Linked DNA regions of Mus musculus: region 2 is linked to region 1. Evidence: chromatin contacts called from public Hi-C data. All regions are on one chromosome and are shown on one strand. Each heading gives the region's core, a stretch centred on a gene start, on an enhancer-like site or on the middle of the called end of the contact. The rest is flanking DNA. Distances are from core to core; before and after follow the strand shown. Region 1 has its middle 19 kb from the start of Ano6. Region 2 overlaps Gm38469 (spidroin-2).

Evidence for each region. Hi-C and Micro-C count contacts between places; a contact is called where the count stands out from the background.
Region 2: a Hi-C map of the N1E-115 cell line shows a contact between it and region 1, with 2.0 times the contacts expected there. The contact joins two enhancer-like sites. A contact is called at or near these places in 8 of 39 promoter capture datasets (the 3T3-L1 cell line, 3T3-L1-derived adipocytes, the SN4741 cell line and 4 more), 1 of 15 datasets of contacts at CTCF or cohesin (pro-B cells), 2 of 484 Hi-C or Micro-C datasets (MC3T3-E1-derived osteoblasts and the N1E-115 cell line) and 1 of 9 other capture datasets (embryonic stem cells).

Annotation. Positions count from the first base shown.
Region 1 is chr15:95,768,095-95,775,993 of GRCm38.p6, reverse strand. It overlaps the pseudogene Gm8849. Among named protein-coding and RNA genes, the nearest start is that of Ano6, 19 kb to the left of the region's middle. Within about 2 kb of position 3,838, at least 13 of the 459 cell types and tissues checked have an H3K27ac peak or open chromatin away from gene starts, as enhancers often do. A contact at or near this core is called in the N1E-115 cell line, where this site is marked.
Region 2 is chr15:96,215,648-96,223,546 of GRCm38.p6, reverse strand. The region is part of intron 1 of Gm38469 (spidroin-2); the gene reads left to right. Among named protein-coding and RNA genes, the nearest start is that of 2610037D02Rik, 22 kb to the right of the region's middle. Within about 2 kb of position 5,041, at least 8 of the 459 cell types and tissues checked have an H3K27ac peak or open chromatin away from gene starts, as enhancers often do. A contact at or near this core is called in the N1E-115 cell line, where this site is marked.

The DNA of each region.
Region 1 (7,899 bases), core at 2,589-5,088:
GGGAGGTGGGATCATGGCCCCTGCAGGTGGAGGAGCAGAGAACGGAGCGGGAGGGATCTTCCCTTGTTGAAATGCAGCCGTTGTCTTGTCAATCAGGCTCTGGGCCTGCTCTTCCATCCATTTCTGGTAATAGTCTTTCACATTCTCTTTGTGTTTCCGACCACTGCAGTGTGCCTTCCTCACAGACGGAGAATCATGGGTAAGATATGTGTCACAGTAGTCACAATAAAACTTGGGCATGATGCTCCACAAGACGTTGGCTACTCTGGTAAGAGAGCCCATCTTAATAGCCAGCCAGACACTTGGAAGGTTAGCCAGGCCCAACGGCAGGCAGAGTTAGGTTAGCTGCTGAGGTTTGCTCTTTTGATACATACTGTAAAGATGAATACTGGCTCCCAAGGCCTGGTTGCTTGCAGGAATGAGAGAATCTTCATGCACAATGTGGCCTTGCTCCTTAATCTAGAACTATTGGTTAAATAGAGATGTCAACAGCTAATAGCTAGGCTGAAGAGACATGGGTGGGGTTTGGGGTTCCTGGGCTTGGGGTCTGAGGAGACCACGAAAAGAGAGGAAGGTAGGGAGAGGAGAAGACACCATGGGGTACCATGGCTGTGAGGGCTAGCCAACTGGAGTTGAGAGCAGCCCAGATGGAATATGGTAAATCATAACTCTGTTATTGATAGGAAAATTGATTTTGATAGCATAGAAGGTAGATATCTGGCCAGCTTTAGTACTGATAAAGGCATGTTGTAAATTAAAGGTTGTGTTTGTCTTTTATCTGGAAATCGAATAACCAAAGGTGGGGTAGAAGCCTCTGACTGAGATTACATATTTTCTACAACAGTCAGCAGCCAATCTCACCGATAAACAGAAGAGAGCTTCACTATCCCCCTACTAGAGTAAGTGTAGACGTGGGCATGGCCACGGTTGGACCAACTGGGTTGTATATTTTGAGCTCACTGAGAAATAAAAATTAGCAGAATTTTATAGACTCTTTGAAATCAAATTACAAAAGAAACAAAACAGAAGAAAAGGTCTTGTAGAATAGGTAATCTAGGTGAATGCACGGTGAGTTATTAAGTCCAAAGTTCCCCAAAGGCAGCTCTATAAATATTTCCGAAAAAGATACGGAGCACAGACTTTATTACTACCAAAGCTACAGCCGGTGGCAGCTGACAGTGTGCTGCTGCTGGTGGTGGTATGAGTGGGTCAGGAGAAGCAAGCCCCAGTCCTCCAAGGTGCAGGGGACATTATCACTGTTTAGTGGCATCCCGTGTAAGCAGAATTCAATCTGTTACTGGTTTCTATATTAGAAACTCCAATGGAAATATTTTTTCATGGGGAAGTATATTCTGTATTTCATCCTTTTTTTTTTTTTTTTAAACGGTTGCATGCCCCCTAAGGAATAATGGAAGTGTCTTATTCAAACTGTTCACTCCTGAAAATGAAAGTGCTCTGAAGAGGTGGGAAGAGCTTTTGTCTCCTGTTGGCACAAGACTTCTTTATCTTCTTTTGTATGTGTTTCGCTGATAGGCAAGACAGTGCTTCAGTAGAAGTTAGAATTATAGCCTAAAATATCTACTCAAACACAGTACTTTGTCCCCATTTTGACTCATTTCCAGTTGTGCTCAATCGTTGGCAGGCACGCTACTCCTTTCTGCACCGTGAAAGACATCTTTCGTCTCTTTGACCCTCTATTGCATTACCCTGGTGATATCTGTAGCCAGGAAAATGCTAGCATTTTCTCTAGCAGGGAGAGGAAGACATAAATATTTGATCTCAGATCAGCGATGTGTGTAATTGTTACTATAGAGAGAACCTTTGATTGCTGCCCAAATCTAGAGGTCTATTAAAATTTAATTTCTAGGTCTTCTCTTCTTTGCTCTAAAAATCAGAGTATTTCATAGTGTAGAAATTAACTCTTCCTTCCCTGTCCCTGTACCCACACTCCTCTGCATTTCATTGAGCGAAGAAATGCCAGTCGCTTAAAGATACGGGACTTAGGAATTAGAGAGCGAGTCCTTCAAAGAGTGCTGGTAACCTCAGGAAAGAACAACTAAGGGGGAATTGTGAGTTGTGAGTTTTTTCTAGAAATAAGCATAAAAAACAGAATAGACTATCGTTTGTATAACGTTTGCTTATTAATATTGCTAGCATTTTTTTTAAATCCTAGAAAAGCACTCTCAGGGCTGGAGATATAGCTCAGCAGTTAAGCACACTTGTTGCTCTTACAGAGAGGCCCTAGGTTCCATTTCCAGCATGCACATGGCAATTCACAACCATTTCTAACTCCAGTTCCAAGAGCGAATCTGGTGCCCTCTTCTGGCCGCCATGAGCATGGCATGCATGCTGTGCCCATGTATACACGCAGGCAAAACACTCATATGCATACTATAAAACAAGTCTAAAAAAATAAAGCACCATGGGAAAATTATAGGAATGTCTTAAAAAAAAAACTTGACAGGAAATCAGTTTATTAGCTCAACTTCAAAATTTTTTCTAAAGGAATGAACCGAATCTGGAAAACTAGTTTCATAGCAATTAGATATCTAGCAAAAAAAAAAAAAAAAAAAAAAAAAAAGGAAAGACAATCTAAAGCAATAGAAGTATAATATCCGAGGTTTTCCCTTTTCATACTTACAATTGTAAGTGGGATTTGGCTATTGGCCAGTTCATTGCATTATATCCAGATGAGTGAAGACGTAAGGGAGACTATAATCCTGGAGCTTAATTTTATTCATTATTTCCAAAGTCTCTCAGCTGTACTCAGCGCTACAGTGAGAACACAATTGGCCGGTCCACCTTTAGCCCTTTTCTGTCTTCTCCCCTTCTATAGGCGGGGGCTGGACTCTTAAAGGGCTACTTACAGAGCTTAGTGAGGTACAAATGTAAGTGGCCCAAGAGTGGCCTCCGCATCTGTTTCCAGATAACCCAAGACTGCCCGAAAGGTAAACGAAAGTAGGGTATATTTAGAGCATCCAGGACCTAGGATTTTCTTGGCATGCCTCAGTAACTGGAGAAGTGAGATCTCAGGAGCCGAATTGTAAGTTAGGAAATAAGATGCTGTTGTCAAGTGACCGGAAGTTCAATACCAGTTATATCACTTATTTGGTGTGAAAAGGCTCAAGGAAAGTGTTCAATGCTTGTAAGGATTTTTTTTTTTTTTTAGACAATGTGACTCAAGTTAGGGAAAAGGAGCCTCAGCTAAGAACATGACTCCATCAAATTGGCCTGAAGGCAAGTCTATGGAGCACTTTTTAAATTGGTGATTGACACGGAAGGGCCCAGCCCATTGTGGGCGGTGCCACGCCTGGGCCGGTGGTCGTGGGTTGTATAAGAAAGCAGGCGGAGCAAGCCATGGTGAGCAAGGCAGCGCTCTTCCATGGCTTCTGCATCAATCCTTGTCTCCAGGTTCCTGCCCTGACTTCCGTCATTGATGGGCTTGTGACACGGAAGTAAGTAAATAAGCTTTTCTCTGTCCTTGGCTGCTTTGGGTAGAGCTGTTTACCACAGTGATAGAAAGCAAACTCGGACAGATGGGACGCTCCCCAGACCGCAGCTTCCTCATCCATCTGATGAGAAGAACAAAGCTTTCTAGAACCGCTAAATGGAGCAGAGTCTGTAGAATGGAAAATGGCCAGAATCGACTGTTGATGACGGCCTCATTCTCATAATGATTTTAATCCTCGGCATTTGAAATATCATTCTATTTTAATCATAACGACAGCCGTGATAGCCTAATGGTTTCGCTGGGCATTTTTCTGGGAAAGAAGGCTAAGAGAATGTACTCTTCCGGTCTCTGTATTCTACTGACACCGCAACCTTCCAACACAGTGCTGTTCGATTCTGTGAGCCACCACAGTAATAGGCACACAGCATCCCTCGGCAGGTACCCCAGAGGGTCACTGTAATCCCGGGCCTGCTGTTCACGTTCCTAGCATGCTATGGTGGAGTTAGTCAGGTAATTGGGCAATGAGGGACCTTTTGGAGGCCTGAGCCATCTTTCTGAGACTGGCTTAATTCAATCATTATGGTTATCTATAGGTACATCCATTTTTTTTTTTTTTTTTGGTATGACATAGCTCTATTCTTTATGGGAGAAAAAGAAAAAAGAATCCTACTGTGTGTATATACCATATTTCCTTTACTTCTCCATCTGGGATTGCTCCGCCCCAGGTTGCTTCTATAACTTAACTACTGTGAAATGTGTTGTGATAAACATTGACATGCAAGTGTGGCATTTGATTTGGATCTGTTGGGTGACACCAAGCCTGCTTGGGTTACACGGAAGGTCTGTTCATAGTTTCTAAAGGGACCTGTAAACTGATTCTGTAGTGGCTGGACTAGCTTACACTCATCAATAACATAGATTGGCTTCTTTTTGTCTTTATCCTACTTGGTACTTACTGTCTCCATTCCAATGATTGCTTATTTGCTAGTTTAGTGCCGTTGTGTGCCATGGTACAGGTGTGCCGTGGTATAGGTGTGCTGTGGTATAGGTGTGCCATGGTACAGGTGTGCCATGGTACAGGTGTGCTGTGGTATAGGTGTGCTGTGGTATAGGTGTGGAGGTCAGAGGACCACTTGCAGAAGTTGGTTTTCTCCTTCCACTGTGTAGGTTCCAGAGATCAAACTCAAGTTGTCAGATTTGTCAAAGGTGCCCTGGTCCACTAAGCCAACTTGGCCATGATATAAGTTTTCTCAATAACTTGCCATTCGGACTGGGATAAAATGAGATTTCAATGTAGTTTTTATTTATAGTTTTCTGATGGGTGGTGATGTTGAGGTTTTTTTTTTTTCATGTGGTTATCGGTCATTTGTTTTTCATCCTTTGAGAACCGTCAGCTCATTTGATTGGCCCATTTACTGACTGAATCATTTGAACTATTGTTATTTGTTTTTGTTTGATTGATTGATTTTAGATCTTTATGTAGTCTAGATATTAATCCTCCATGAGATACATGGCTAACAAAGACTTCCTCGGTCTCTCCAGTCGGTTCATTATTTCCTTGAAATAAAGAAGAGTTATTTTATTTGCCAATTCCTGGGCTGATTACCTGTGCAGCTGAGTTCTATTACGAAAATGCTTGCTTAGGTCAATATCTTAAAATGTGTTCCTTACTTCTTCCTCTATTAATTTCAGAGCTGTAATTAAACAGGCTTTCATCTATGTAGAGTCTATTTTAAAAGTCATTTAAAAATTTTAAATCTCTCTCTCTCTCTCTCTCTCCCTCCCTCCCTCCTTCCGTGTGTGTGTGTGTGTGTGTGTGTGTGTGTGTTTGTGTGTGTGTGTGTGTGTGTGTGATTTTTATGTACACCACAAGGGGCCTTCAGAGACCAGTGGATATCACATTCCTTGAAACTGTTACAGTCAGTGTGAGCTGCTTTAGGGAACCTGGGTACTGGACCTTAGTCTTTTACAAGAGCAGTGAGTACCCTGAATCGCTGAGTTATCTTTCAGTGAGTTTTGTATAGGATAAGCAATAGGTATCTAGTTTCCTGCCTGTGGTTTTCCAAGCACCATTTATTGAAGACACTGTCTTTTATCACAACATGCATTTTTGGCATCTTTGTCAGAGGCCGTGTGGCTGGAACTCCCCTGGTTCTTATGTGAGTTCTTCATCTGTTCTGTTGTCCTGCATTGGTTTTTTGTTTTTTTTTTTGTTGTTGTTGTTTTTTCCTGGTGCCAGTTCCTTGCTCGTTTTGTGACAATGGCTCCTTCATCAAATCTGAAGCTTACCTTAATGCTAGCTGGGTTCGTTTTAAAGGACAACTTGACATAATCTAGGTATCACCTGGAAAGCAAGTCTCAGGGAGGGACTGTCTAGATCAGATTGATCTATTGGACATATCTGTGGGAGAGTATCTTGATTATGTTAATTGAGGAAGGAAGATTTGCCCATTATGGGTGGTACCCTTCCCAAGACTTGGGGTGTGTAGTGAATTTCACGGAGGAAACCAGCTGTATCCTAAGAATGTATGCGTTCATTCTGTCTGCTCTTGACTGTGGATGTGTCTAGCTACTTCAAGTTCTTGCCACCTTGGCCTTCCCAAATGGAGTGTAACTTGGAATTATGAGCTAAAAACGAACACTTCCTCTCCTAATTTCATTTTGTCGGGGCATTTTAGCACAGCAATGGCTAGGGAAATTAAGATAACTCAGTATACACAGTATCCTTGACAACCAAGGGATGAAGTGACCAAGCCAGTGGACATCTGCCAGCCTGCTGTTGGCTAACCCAGGGCTGGCACAGAAGTCGGATGAACTCAATGAACGTGGAAGCAGAAGCAGAAACTCAACATGGCCCCTGCAGCAGGAACTTCTGGCCACACCTGGCCTCTCTGATTCTCTGCTGACTGCCTGCTCAGATAGCCAAAGAGACCCACATATTTTACTTTCTCACTCTTTACCAAATCCTTGTATTACCTCTCCTTCCAAAATACCCAAATCAGGACAGGCCTGTTGAGATTAATCTTGGCTGTCAGATCGATTCTATCTGGAATAATCTATGATGCCAGCTGCTGGGCACAACTCGGAGGCTTGCTCTTCACTGGGGTATTGGAAGTGAGAAGACCTACCCTAAACATAGTGGCGCCTTCTGTTGGCAGCCAAGACAGAAGGAACCTGAGGGAAAGCTTTTGCATCTCCTTGATACCGGAGAGTCCGCTCCTATCTTGATTACGGGTTCATTTATTCTGCTGCTGCTGTCACTGCTGTTACATTCCCGTGCTGTCATCTGGATCAGCTTCTCCAGGCTTCTGGCTTTGCAGTGTGAACTGAAGATCGTCCCTCTTCAGGAACCCTCCAGGACTTCTTCACCAGGTTGGGCTGTGAGTGATTCTCAGCCACTCCGATGTACAGACAGCTAGCTGTTTCTGGACTAACCAGACTGTAGCACCTAAGATCAATCTAATAAGCCTCCCTTTGGATGTATTCCTTCTGTCGGGAAGCCTGACTGATACAACGGCCAAGCTCCTTCTACTGGGAGGCATTTTACTGCGACTTCCCCATTTCTAGCTGCTGTGTATAGGAAGTGTTATAGCAGGCACTATCCTGGCAGGACTCTAAGTCTGGCCAGTGCTGTGGAGGAGAGAGCCAAGTTTTAGACCCCTGGGATGTGGGTTCAGGACTGGAAGTTGCACATACTACAGCCAAACATGAGGCACACTGAGTATGATGTTACGACATAGGCCTGGCAAAGTAAAGTCTTGAAAGATGCAGCAGCCTCCAGTCAAAGCCTTGGGGACAATCAGACCCAACACATCTCCTAAGCCGGACAAGCCCTCTTCCCAGTGGGCCCAAGAACCACACAGATGACAATATAACATTGCAGTTCTTTGAATATGATATTCCATTACCTCTGCTCTGAAAGGTTTCTGCTAGGAAATATGTCAATAATCAAATGAAGGCTCTTTTGTACGTAAAAATTCTCTGCTTTTGGGTTTTGACTACTTGCTCATAAGGACTTGGGATTCCCTAGCCTAAATCCATGGATTTTACAGCTATAGATGTATACTCCTTTCCCCGGTGGCTTGCCCAGCTTTTTATCGCTGTGGCAAATATTGGAAATACATTATTTTAAAAACAGAAAAGGGTTTCCCCCCTCAAAATAAAGGGTTCAGTGTACGGCCCACATATCCTGTTGTGTATCATGGTGAGTCTGGATGAAGATTCCATTTGCTATGTGAGAGGAAGAAGAGAGCCAAATCCCATAACCCCCATCCTGGGCACACCCCCTAGACAGTCCCATTCATTCTTACCTTGTTATTTACACTTCCCATAGCATCAGGCTGGAGCCAAGCCTTTGACACATGGACTTGGGGGAACGTGCCAGTCAGACTGCCAGAAATAACTTGAGGTTGGAAAGGCACGTTTCTGGCTCATGGTTTCAGTCCATT
Region 2 (7,899 bases), core at 3,792-6,291, 450 kb before region 1:
AGCTCACTGTGTAGACCAAGCTGGCCTGGCTGAACTACAGCTCACTGAGTAGACCAGGATGGCCTGGCTAAACTACAGCTCACTGTGTAGACCAGGATGGCCTGGCTGACATACAGCTAGCTCATTGTGTAGACCAGGCAGGCTTGGCTGATCTGCAGCTAGCTCACTGTGCAGACCAAGCTGGCCTCACTGTATAGACCAGGCTGGCCTTGAGCATTTGCAATCTTCTTGCCTCTGTCTTGTTGAATACTATTGCAGATTTCTCAGTTCTTGTCTCCCCAGGACTACATACAAGGACAGAGAGGAATGAATAAGTTAGTGAGGATCTTATTAAGTGAAAGGCACAAGGCAGAAAGCTCCTTCCTCAGGGAGGGGGTCCCTCCCTGCTGGCTTTCCTAGCACCAGGGCTTATATGTGCTTTGATATGGTGGGATGGGCCAGATAGTTCTTGTTTGTTTGTTTGTTTGTTTGTGTGGTTTGTTGTTAATGAGAAACCGTTTTATCTTTATTTAGTTCTCAGGAGGGAAGAAGTGAACTTTAGTTACATAGCACCTTAAAAAATTTCCAGTTGTGCGTGTTTCTAAATACACAGGACTAAACGAACAGAGAAATACTTTGTTCTGTAAAAACTAGCCAGGTTTTATCAAAATGTTACCATTCAACAAAATCCTATTATATAAAAATATTTGTATTCACAGTTTTCTGAATGTGGCAGCTTCACCCCTGCCCACCATCGCCTTGTGCTTGCTCTCATGCTGCCCTGGCCCAGGCACTGAGACTAAATAAACAAGGACTCTGTCAGCAGTGGTCATCAGTGGGGCTGGTGGCAGCAGTATCCGTGACAGACTGCTCGACTTTAGCAAAGTGTGATCAAGGGACCATTTCTCATGAGCATATCACAGCATCAAAAGAATTATGTAAGAAAAAAATAGGAACAAACTAAGAGATGAAGATGAAAGATCTACCACAGAGTACGTGTCCCCTATAATGCATCTACATAGGCGAAAAGGTGGTGAGAGAGCCAGAGATGCTAATACACAAGGAAGCTGAGTACAGTATTTGTTTCTCATTTTATACAGCAGACTCTACAAGGATGGTCATAGTCATGTGCAGAAGGCGTAATCCACGGCATTTGAAGTCTTCATAATTATTTTAAAAGGTCTTCTGTGTCATCAGGATGCTCAGCAGCATGGGGTGGGGTTCCTCTGAAGACTCCACCTTCTCAGAATCAATGGGGGTGGGGTGGGGTGGGGCGGGGCGGAGCAGAGTGAGCAGGACCTGAGCAAGAGGGAGAAGGGAAGGGGGAAAAGAAGAAGAAAAAGTGTTTGTTTCCTTACATCAGAGCTGCATCCTGTATACCTGATGATGGTCCAGACATCTTTGTTCCTTTAAAAAAAATTTTTTCTGTGAGTTTCTTAGTATGTGGCTCTCTCCTGAAGTCTTGAAGACTCAGCTTATGCATTGGTGGCTTTGATTCTAGCTGGTACGACAGTATCATTTACTTATCGATTCTTGGGCCGTGAATGGTGAGTTTTAGAACAGTGCGTACTGTGGCAGAGTCAAAGAGACCCACTGCCTCAGAGACCCACTGTGAGAGCTGGGGACATTCAGAAAAGCTAGGAATGTGGCTCAGTCCGAACACTCGCTGCACAAGCATGCAGTCCTGAGTTTGAATCTCCAGCGCTCCCTGGCGTGGCTGAGTGTGCTGTAACCCCAGCATCTCAGGACAGAGATAAGTGGATCTGAGACCCTGCTCACCCTTGCTGAAATAGCAAGTTTCAGGTTTAGTGAGAGACAGTTTCTGAGGAGTGAGACAGAGGGAGACAGGAAGATGTCCTTCATGTGTGCATGCACAGGTGTGCACACACACACACACACACACACACACACACACACACACTGCTAACTAGTGAGGACATTCAAACTGTTAAGGTAGGAGATCTGTAGACAGCATTAGACTTGGGGTATGGTGTTCTTACAGTAGGATGGTGGCCCTTACTGCACAATAAGACTCCCTTGGTCTTTCTTGACTCTAGCTTTGCTACTTCGAAGGCCCCTGGCACTGCCCACATCAGTAGTGGTGAAACACCTTCCTCCAACCATGCAGCAGGAAGATCCCACATCTTTCGTGAGGGAGCAGCAACCACAATGTCCTCAGGTTGTCCTCATATTCAGTCCTGAGAGCAGCGCATAGCCAGGCAAGGTAGACAGCGGGAGAGGGAGCTGAAAGGGAGGCAGGGAGGCATTCATCTCTGTTGTACCAGGGGTAGTTCCCACCTAGAATTAGGACCTTGGTCAGAGCCAGAAAAAAGACGTTGTCCTTATTCCCCAACTCTAGCTGTGCATAGATGCCAGAGATGGGGCCACAGCTAGAGCCGTGGTTTCTCCAGGTCCATTTGGCATTTCATCGTGAACAAGGTTATAGCAGGAGTCAGATTGTTGTCTCTGATGTGTCAATCACAGAACCTTGAGCACGGAGTAGCGGGGGGGGGGGGGGGTGGTGGTGGAGGGGATGGGGGGGTGGGAGGGGTGGTGGTTAAGAACCACGTGTGTGCCTCCCTTTGACCTAGTTCTAGAAGGAGTCCACCTACAACTGCTATGCCCTCGATCTCAGACAGCAAGTTCCCTGCAGTCCCTATTCTGAAGTATGGCACCCTCCACTTCTGGTGTCAAATTCTCCATTCTGTGTAGGATAGCCAGTGAGTGGGTAAAGCCAAAGTAGGTCTACTGGCCAGAATGGAGTCTGAGGCACAGTCTTTGAGGACAACGCAGCAGACTATCTGGGTTCTCAGAGATGGGGAGTACAGGCGTTGTGGCTCATAGAGCCGTCTAAAGACAGACAATATTCTCTTTCTCAAGATGGCGTCTGGCTGTAGCAGTCCAGGGTCTGATGGGAGGAGATGCGCGATACGCTTCCAAAGCAGTGCTCCAATGCATATTTCAAGTTACCTGTCGGCACTGGCTGTGGACCAGTGGCGATCATTTCCTGTACTTGAGATTGCAGCATCCATACTGACAGAATTTGTGGGGGCTTTCATGCTTACCATCGCCTAAGAGGTATTTCCTGACTGCCGGCTGCCAGAAGAGCTGGGGTGATTTAATTCTCTTCCTGCGAACATTTCACAGGGTCTCTAAATCTTACAAGTTTCCATTCTCTGCCTTCTGACTCCGGGTGTTCGGCATGAAATGTGGTGGCTCACCTGCTACGTTGGCTTTGTCTTGTAGGCGAGGAGGGGAGTTCTAGGCAGCCGTATTCCACCATCCTGGAACTCTAGAGCAAATATGCCTTTTTGCTAGTGGCTTCTGAGTCTTGAAACACAGTTAAAGCCTCCCTAGTCTGTAGCCGCAGACATGGTCACATGTTTTATTTTCTTTTTGCTGTTACTTTCTACATCAAGGGGTCCCCCCCCCAAAAAAAGTTTCCTGGTATTGAGACTGACTTTGTGTTAAGCACAAGCTATTAATTTAATTATGTATTTTTTTCTAAATGGGCACTCATTTGTCTGGACAGTGTGTGCACTTGTTTTTTATTTTGACATCTGGATCATTTCCCCTAGCCAGAGTTAGCCTGTTAACATTCCAAGTATGAAGCTGAGCAGAAGTAAGATAACTTGGAATGTAGGGGCAGGGCCAGCGAAGAGCGAGAGTCTAGGCCAGCGAATCCCTGGAAGCCGCCAGCATCAGCCCACCTGCTTGGATCTCTTTTAGACTCAATAGATTGCTTTTCCATGGCTCAATCGTTATAAGCAGTATGAGCGCCACTCTAGAAGAGTCTTCTAGAAAGGAACGTGGCCTATTGCTGATCTCAAAGATGAGAGCTCTTCTGTGTTGCAACGTTTGCTAGTTTATCACTTTGATAACAGAGACCTAGATGTCACATGATTCTTTTTTTTTTTTTTTTTTTTTTTTTTTACCATGTTTTCAAATCCTACCTTTAGCTATCATAGGAAACCCTTCCATCAAAGATAGGAGTAGGCAGGACATCCTTTTTTTGTCAGACTCAGGATAAACTCTCTGATCTCTTTGTCAGGCGTTTCTTAGGTTTTGATTTGTTTCTTGGTAAGATGCACATGATTCTTTGAACGTGTGCACACTCCCTGTCAACAGGCCTGGACAAATGGGGCTGGATGTTTGTTCAGCTGTCATTTACTCTACATAGTTTCCAATGGGGTTGGACTGCTGTTGAGAACTCAACGCCACAACTGGCGATATGGCTGATGGAATCTTCCTAATTTAAAATGGTTGAGGTTGGGGGTGTGAGAAAGAACTTCCTGGGAGCATCTTTAAAATCATATGTTACTTTTTTTCTACACAGAATATTTTCCCCATATTTATTGGATCCAACCTGCTTACGGGATCTGTTAGTGCTGTAAGAACATGGGCTCAACCTGAGACACTTTATCCATCCCTCTAAACTAGCTGTATTAGTTACTTTTTGTTGCTGTGACAAAATACCAGGCTTGAGGCAAAGCTAGGGTTCTGGAATCTGTCATCACAAAGAAGATTTGCCTGCAGGTGCTCAGAGCAGGAGGCTGGCTGTTCACAGTCTCACAGGAGAAGCTGAGAGAGTCAACTCTGAGAGGAGTAAGGCTATAAAACGGTAGCTCTCAGTCTTCCTAATGCTGCGACCCTCACGTTAGGGTGACACCCAACCACACAATTATTTTGTTGCTATTTTATAACTGTAATTTCACTACTGCTATGAATTATAATATACATACCCAAGTTTTCCAATGGTTTTAGGTGACCCCTGTGAAAGTATTCTTTGACAACCCCCTCCCCCAACAAGGGGTTGTGACCCAGAGGTTGAGAACCACTGTGATAAACCCTTAACCTCCAACTGGTGACCAAGCATTCAAATTCCTGAGCCTATGGGTGATTTTTTTCTATTCAAACCAGAATGTTATCGCCATGTGTAGCAGAAAATATTAAGAAAATGAACCAGCATGTTCCCACGCTTGGGCTGGTAACTCTCTGCCTCAGGGGCCTGGATGGCCATGCACTGGCGGGCAATGGCCGACCCGTTTTTATCTCGTAGAGATTCTGACTCAGAGCTCCACAGTCTTGCCACCCCGCTCACTAAGTTCCCTCTGGCCGGTCGTTACCACGCCAGCCCCATGCTTCAAAGCCCCCATGGCCTTTGTGGTGCACCTCAGGCAAACCCACGCTTTGCCACCATACCTTTTTCTCTTGAACCCAGACAAGCTGTCCCAGGAAGGAAAACACCACACAAACTTAGTTCAGAAACGACGCTGGGCGCAACAACTAAAATCCTAACCTCGCAAACCTTATTAAATCTAAATCTTCTGGTGGCGAATCCTAATGGAGCCGCCTTTGAAACCCGGAGACACTTGTAGCTACCTTTAGTCCTCACACTATCCCCATCCAAAAGTGCCTCTTTCCTGTGTCCTCTCTTCCTCCATCCAAACTGGAAGTCCCTCCTACTCGCCCAGTGATTGGCTCCTTTATTTATTAGGGCATTGGTTCACAAGAACAGCTCCAGGCCCGTCCACAACAACGTGGATAAGGCTAGGTTTGGTCCGTCTATTCGGATAACGCAACTCTTTTAAACGCAGACAAAAAGCAATTATTTCTGCAACCTTTCTGCATTCGGCTCGGTCTCTGCTCCGGATCAGCTGTGGTTTTAGGAGCCGGGAGTAGATGACACACGGGGCATTTACATCTTACTTTCTGAAAATTTAAGACCTTAAAGTATCCTGTGTGCTTTGAGGAGTAGGTCTTGTCTGACGTACTCTAGGAGTAGTGGTTAAAAACTCTTTTAAGCCGCACTTTATCCTAAGGACTGTTATATGTTCTTCCACTTTGGGAAAATGTCTCCTTAACAGACAAAAAACTCTAGCCACTGATGTAAGGGAACACGTAAAGGAAGCTTAGAAGGGAGTCTCTTATTGCTTTATGAACTTGGAACCTGTGGTATGATGGCGCACGTGGACAGACAACTGTATCTGGGTAGGGCTGTTGCCCATGGTTCCTAACTTTTCCCCTAAGGCAAGCTGTAGCTCCATAAGAACGAGAAGGATAGGCTTCCTAAGGTCTCTGGATAGGGGAGCATTGTAGGTTCCCTGAGCGTGGCACATCTGGAGAGGATATAGAAGCTCCAATGTCTGCAATACACTTCTTACCCTATGCATCTCATTATCTCCTCTTGCGTTGATAATAAACCAGTAGGCATGAGAACGTCCCTAAGTTCCGTAAGCCTCTTGAACAAGTTAATAGGGATCTGCAGAGGGAGTTACAGAAGCCTCTATCTGTAGCAGGTCAAACAACCTGTGTCTTATGATGGGCAAGCAAAGATGGGTGGGGCTGCCTAGGGCCGTGCGTATTAACCCTGTGATACCTGATGCTTCCACCAGGTCGGTGGTGTCAGAACTGAGCTGTGTTGGTGATACCCGGGGTGGCGGTTGCAAATTTTCTTACTTGCTTAGTGTATGGAGGGGAAAAAAAAAAAGGCCTCATGTATTAGGGTGTCTGACGTTATCTGTGTTGTGAGAGTTTGGGGACAGAAATTAAGTTTGAGATTCTTTCTCCTTTGTACAATTCAAAAAGTCATACTATCAGTTTATAACTGTATGAAATAAAGGGTCTAATAAACACAAGAGGGCCTGGATTTAGCTATCCAGCGCCTGAAGAAGATGCTGGGACATCATCTTACAAGGCATGGATCTTATCCGTGAAAGAAGCCAATTCATTCTTCCCATGCCTTGTTCTAAGCTTACACGCTACAGTGAGCATCCCTCACGTTTGTAGATGCCATGCCAAGCCAAGGTATAACTCAATGTCAACATTAGCGTCCACATTGTGTAACTATTCAAAGAAAGCATCTTAGGGTAAATGGGAGCCCCGAAAGAGCCTCCCACCCTTCTCAGTGGTGGACAAGTGACTCTCAATACAAGTTGGCTGTTGTGCAGCATGGTTGTACATGCCTATAATTCCAGCAACTCGAAGGCAAATCTCTGAGTTCAAGGCTAGCCTGCTGTAGAGAGTGAGTTCCAGGCCAGTCATAGCTACAGAGTAAGACCCTCTCTCAAAAGGCAAACATTTGATGTTGCTTTGTGGTATTTATTTTTCTTTCCGTGCCAGACGTTGCACGGAGGACTGTGCCATGCAAGCACACACTTTCTCTTGGAGCTACATTCTGAGCCTCAGTAAGGGCTTTTATCCTTCGCTGTCTGCTTTTTAGTTATGAATGTGATTCTATTAGCTGGTGCTAAATGGTGGCCCTTTCAGTTTTCAGAAATTAGAAACGATCTTTTCTCTAAAATTATTGACATACCAATTTCTAGATATTCATGTAAAACATCGATTAATTTCCTGGTTAAATTCTGTGCCTGGGCCTGGCAGACTGAAGTTGACTCGCTGTTTCTGTTGTCTTTAGACTCGGCCATCTCAGTACAGAACAGAACCGCACTGTTCAACAGTAGGTAAGAAGTATTAGGGCTGTTACGATTAGTTGTGGCCTTCAGCTTATTCTTTGTCTCACTGCCTTGAATAAACTATGGGCTAGGGTGCAATCAGCACAAGGCTAAGCACTTGATGAAGACATCAATTTACCGGTGTTTCTGTATCCCTTGTGAGATGATAGGTATTGGCTATGTTCCATTTCAGGCCAGATTTATGTATAAGCTCTAAAAGGGCACAGAAATGAATGGCTCGAATTCTACGTCTTCAACTCACTGAGGGTCTTCTCTTGTTTTCTAATGTTTGCTTTCCTTTTCCTTTCACTAATTATATTACGATTTTGTTTGAGATTCATCAATAAAGTTTCAAAAATGATTTTTAAACATTATGGCAGGCCTTTGTATCTACTCAAATGGCCTAAGAGGGACACATTTTGATATTACAAGTACCTGTGACCTTTTTCTATAGCTCATAGCTTCT